Linked DNA regions of Hordeum vulgare: region 1 is linked to region 2. A link is a contact called in public Hi-C data. All regions are on one chromosome and are shown on one strand. The core of a region is the stretch at or near the end of the contact, and the rest is flanking DNA. Distances in the headings are between cores, read along the strand shown.

Region 1 (2,889 bases), core at 371-2,870, 200 kb before region 2:
AAGTGCCAGCTCCCGTTAAAAAAAAAGATAAAAATGGGCCGTCGGTCAAACCGTTGGGCGCATTTAATGCGCACCCAATCTCCAATTAACGACGCAGGACCCCGCGCGCCCTCTTGCTATATCTCTCTCCCCGCCAAAACCATCGGTAGTCGTTCCTTCGCGCGCGAATGAAAGATGCCCACATTTTTTTTTTCGGCCTTTGTTCCTCGATTGCCGAGACAGGCATTGCGTTTTGCAGGCTGGATAAAAATGGGAAACGGTTTTGATCCTTGCCACCCCTCCCCTGTTTTCCGATCACGGAAACGGAGAGACGTGCGTACGCGCACGCAACATCGCTTGGCCACCGACGGGCGCAAGCAAGCGTGTCAACTGTTACTCCTCCTAAACACGCGTCTGAATTGACTGGACACAAGTGTATAAAGAAACCTGTAAAGAGCCGCACATGGTTAGATTTGCTACTAGGGTGAAACTGAGAATTATTGCCAACCAAATCTCGCTCAGAGCTGGGGCATCGAACTATAATTATGATTTATGAACAGGGAGAAGCCCTGTGCCGTGACGGCGACCGCGAGGCAGTGGCTCAGGGCGACGTGTCTAAAAGACAAGGCCGGTCGGAGGCTGGCACTGCAGAGCGCGGCCCGGGTGTCACGGCTTTTCCGTTGGGAAAAAAACGTAAAGGGGAGTGCGGAGTGAGAGGGAATCCCGGGAGCTTCGAGGTTCGGTTCGTGTGGACGGACGGATGGATGGATTGGGGGTGGGGATGTCACCGACAGGTGAACATGAGGCTCCATAATTACCGAGGCCGGTACTACTGGCGCCACTAGTTGTACTGTTGGACACGAGAGCGGGGCGGGGATAAGATCTCGTCGTCTCACCTTGATGAGGGGGTCCGTGGAGTCGTCCAGCACTTGCACCACCAACCGATCCGACGGCCACGACAGCCCGCACACCGCGCCGATCGACAGCTGATACACCTGCACGTACCACCATGCACGAAATGGGGAAAATAAATGTTAAATGCTACAAGAACCAATGAGTGAGTTAGAACACTGAAGCGGGGGGGCTGGACACTGGAGCTCGAGCGGGGTTGGCGGCAATGGCAATGGCAATGGGGGCGGGAAATGTAGTGGTACCTCCCGCTCGTTGAACATGGGGATCTGGACGAGCACGACGGGGAAGGCGGCGCTGCCGAGCTCCGGGTCGTCGTCCTCGGAGATGGGGTCGCATTTGTACCGCCGCTCCGGGCGGCGGCCGAGGAGCTTCACCCCGACGATGACCACCGCCATGTAGAGCCGCTCGAGGAAGAGCAGCACCGACATGAGCAGGCACACCGCCACGGCCAGCTTCAGCAGCGGCACGATCACCGGCGCCCGCACCTGCGACCACGCGTCCGGCAGCCCCACCGCCGCGTCCATCGCTCGCCTGCTAAGCCCTTGGCCAAAGCTGGATCCCCTCGCCGCCGGCCGGGACGAGGCAATGCCGCGGGCGAGGAAGATTAATGGCGCGCGCGCGACCTTGCTGGCCTAGCTAGAGCAAGCTAGCGCGCCAGGGGCTGCGGGCCGGGCAGTGTGGAGCGAGCTGGGTGGGGGACTGGGGGGAGCTGCTTTGGGGGATGGAGTGTGTGTGCGGGGTTTTATAAAAGGGGTGGGAGGCGCAGCTGCACATGGTAGTAGGGTTTTGTGCGCCATGGATTCCTTCCGTTTCCAAGGAGTGTAAAATGAGTGCGGAATAGGGTACACTCCTACAGCGGCGTGGTGATAAGTAAAGGGCGGGGATTTAACAGTGCAAAGCGAGGCCATGATTTGTCGGGCGGGGGTGAGAATAGATCGGATGGGGTCGGGGGAGGGGAGTGTCGGTGGTGCGCCGCGGGGGTAGGACTTGGAACAAACCGGCTGAGCTCATGTGTCACAGGGTCAGTTAAGTGGTTATTGCTTACGCCGTAGTAGTAGTGAGTTGGCATGGGGTGGGGTGGTTTCGTTTGTGGATGGATGGATATTGTGCAGCTTTTGGGTGGGATTTGCTTTTTGGCCAAAAGGAACGCGAAAGCAAATTAAGAGCAAAGAGGGGAAATTGAGGAATCATGTTCCTAGTAGGACATGATTCTTGTACTGTATCAGGGGGGAAATGCTAACACAAATTGCTGAGGAAGGCGAAGTACAACGTAGGTAAACATGCGCGCACACACACACACCGCAACCTACGCACGCGTTGAAAACCAGAGTCTTGGAGTTCAAAATTGAAAATAATCACATTTATCTTACTATCGACTGAAACATCGCACTCCTCTAAAAATAACACAATGCATCAACATAAACATTTGATGCATTGTGAGTTAGAGTAGAATTAGTCTCATAACCACCTTTTGTCTCCTGAAATAATTGTCTCACATTCACTAGTTAGTACGGTGTGTAATAGTACGCCGGGGAGAAATTCATAGAGCAATAGCAAGTGTGCAATGCTTTCGCTTAAGAAGCATGGGCTCTGTCTCCCCCGCCTACCTAATAACAATGAAAGTCAAGGAAGGAAACTTTCCCCTTTAACATCGTTTTTTGGTAATACTATCCTTCTTTTTATGGATCAAGATACTATTATACTCGTATCTTACTTCGACCAAACTTATTTTCTTTGATAGTTTCATCACCTTCGTGATTAGATCCGATTATTCACCCCTAGTGGATATGTACTTCAACATTGTGAAACATGATATGTTCAAGACTCGCCACGTCTAGCGTTAGCTCGAACGCAGTCGACGGCAATCTTGCGATGGCAGCAACCAATTTCGAGCGTGACATATCGGGAGGATTCGTTGCGAGGAAAATTAGGGAGAAAATAACATCTCGAGATCTTCTTTGCGGAAGATCCTTTCAGAATTGAGGAAGCCATGGGAAA
Region 2 (2,889 bases), core at 264-2,763:
TAGACCATCGTGATGTGCGTTGGTGCGTGACCAGGCCGTATCATAAGCTAATACTAAGTTAGATCGACATGTAGGTGGCTCTGGGTTAATTCATGTATTTTGTTTTGTAATTAATTTAATGAAGATGCCTCTATGGAGAGGCCGGTATTATCCTCCTTGAGAAAAATCCGAACTGATCAGTTGACTTCAATCTCAGCACAATGCGATTTTGTACGCAAGCTTTGTAAACATCTCAGCAAACCCGCAGGCTTTAGCGCTGGCAATGCAAGAACAAGTACGAGTGTACGACGCCTTGAAAAACTCAAGTCATTCCATCGAGCACATGGACATCACGCAATGCTCAATGAAAGAAAACAAAATCCTCTCCACGATGACGACGCATCAAAGGACGCTCACACGAGAAACAGTTCGTCGGATTATTATTCACTACTAGACACGACTCAGGCAAGAAGCAGAGCAGGCGCGGCTCAGAGCGCATTGAGCATCTCCTCGGCGCTGCTGGTGGTGAAGGCGCCGCCCTCCTCGAGGTTGAGCACCTTGACGACGCCGTCGTCTGCGAGGAGCGCGTAGCGGCGGGACCGCACGCCTAGCCCCATGGGCTTGTCGGAGAGGTCCATCTCCACGCCCAGCGCGCGGGTGAGCTCGAGGTTGCCGTCCGACAGCAGCAGCACGTCGTCGCCGAGGCCGAGGCTCTCCTTCCACGCCTTCATCACGAAGGCGTCGTTCACCGAGACGCACGCCACGGTGTCCACCCCCTTGGCGCGCAGCTCGCCCGCCTTCTCGACGAACCCCGGCAGGTGCTTCTGCGAGCAGGTCGGGGTGAAGGCGCCCGGGACAGCGAAGAGCACGACCTTCTTCCCCGCCGTGAGGTCGCCGACCGTCACCGTCTTCAGCTCGCCGTCGGCTGGGTCGAAGTAGGAGAGCGTGGCGTCGGGCAGCTTGTCGCCGACCGCGATGGTGGCCACGACCGGGGATGCCGATGCCGCGGACGCCGCGAATCTCCTTTCCCCCGGAAGAACGGCGGCGCGGAGGCGGGCTGGGGCGGCGATGCGGCGGGAGGCGAAGGCGAGCGACGGGGAGGAGAGGACGAAGCGCCTGCCGGCGGCGGCGGCCGACGAGGACAGAGCGGACAGCGACGCGGTGGCCATGGAGGAAGGACGAGGCGATGTATTCGAGGAAATGCTATCTGTTCGGCCTTGGGAAGAGCGTGAGGGTTTCCCTTGGGTTTTGGATGGAAGGAACGGCCGGGTGCGACGTGATAGGTGGAGCAGCGCCAATTTTGGTTGGTTCGTTGGACGCGGGGGCGGAATGGGTGGACGTCGTGCTGTTGCCCTGGATTAGGCAGTCAGCCCAGCACTTGGTTGGGCCATACCTGGCCAAACGGGCTGGCACGGGCCGCTGCAAACGGGCCTCGCACAGCACGTTTACCGATCAGGCCGTGCCATGTTAGCATGTGGGGTGCGCCTTCGGGCCTAGGCACGGCCTGGTTAATAAACGGACCGTATGTTGACCCTGACCCGATTAACACGTTGTGTTGTATATTTTTAGTTTCATGAACTTATTTTAGGTCTATTGATCTGTATATCACACACACACGCACGCACGCATGCACGCACGCACACACACACACACATATATATATATTAAAAAATTAAATATATATAACAAAATGGATCGTGTCGTGTCGGCCCACGTGCCGAGCCTCCAAGCCCAGGCACGGTCCGAGACGTGCTGCGTGCCGTGCACGAGGACGATTAGAGTGTGTCGGGCTGTCGGGCCTGCCCAATTGACACGGCCCATTTGGCCAGGTATGGGTTGGGCCTCTTTCATACTCTCCGTTCGTATTCTTTTTCTTATCAAGATCGCTGCAGTCCTCACCTCCTATGCAGTGGTGCAGGAGGGAGCTCCTAATCGGCGCATTAAGCGCCGATTCGGATAACTAGCGCCTACAACGTCTAGCAATGGTCCGTGGCCAATAAAGTAAATCCACTACTGTTTGCTTTTGCTAGGCTCGTTTGATTTTTTTCGAATGAGATGTGCAATTGTTTCAGGAAAAAGACCGGTTTTGGTTTTTTACAGTTCTGAATATGACGTGTAAATAAAACTATTCATAGATTTATTAAGAAAATAAAAAAATTCATGAATTTGAAGAAAGTTTTGAATTTGAAAGAAGTTCATCAATTCCGAAATAAATTCATTGTGTCTTAAATAGGTCATCGTTTTTGGGAAAAAAAAAGTTCATCAATTTTAAAAGAGTTCATCGAATTTCAAAATTAGCTCATTGTTTTTCATCAATTTTTTAAAAAAAACATCAAATTTGAAAAAAAAACATTAATTTTGAAAAATGTTCATTGAATTTGCAAAAAGTTCATAGTTTAAATTTTTTTGATCAAAACTTAAGATAGTTTATCAAAATTTGATAAATTTCATTGTTTTAGAAAAAACTTAATAAAAACAAAAATAAGAAAATAAGAAAGGAAGAAGAAAAAGCAAATAAGAACCAGACGAAAAACTGCCCAACGAACCAGGGAAAACTGATTTAGACAGTTTTATTCTCAAAACTGGGGGCTTCCTGCAAATAGAAAAGGTATATAAAGGGGAAAAGATATAACTTTTCACATCATTTGAAAAAAATCATATCTTTTAAAAAGGTTCATCAATTTGAAAAAAACTTCATATAAATTGAAAAAAATCATCCAATTTAGAAAAAGTTCATTACATTTTTCAAAAGTTAGAAAAAGTTCATTACATTTTTCAAAAAAACATTTCTACAAGGCGTGGCAAAATAAACAAAATGGATGCTTTGAAAATGCGCATTTTCAGAGTGTCTATATTGTTTATTTTTCCACGCCTTGTAGAAATGTTAGTTCATGCCAAATTTTTGCATGC

What was found. Hi-C and Micro-C count contacts between places; a contact is called where the count stands out from the background.
Region 1: a contact with region 2 is called in a Hi-C map of leaf, with 2.6 times the contacts expected there. The contact joins the promoter of LOC123401532 here to the promoter of LOC123403884 in region 2. A contact is called at or near these places in 1 of 6 Hi-C or Micro-C datasets (leaf) and 1 of 1 datasets of contacts at active chromatin or transcription factors (embryo).

Annotation. Positions count from the first base shown.
Region 1 is chr6H:158,650,263-158,653,151 of MorexV3_pseudomolecules_assembly, reverse strand. LOC123401532 (glucomannan 4-beta-mannosyltransferase 1) reads right to left here and starts at 1,620. Exons shown (of 9, transcript XM_045095360.1): 1 at 1,134-1,620; 2 at 876-974. The coding sequence starts at 1,415.
Region 2 is chr6H:158,446,737-158,449,625 of MorexV3_pseudomolecules_assembly, reverse strand. LOC123403884 (peroxiredoxin-2E-2, chloroplastic-like) reads right to left here and starts at 1,513. Exons shown (of 1, transcript XM_045097796.1): 1 at 193-1,513. The coding sequence starts at 1,148. The coding sequence ends at 468.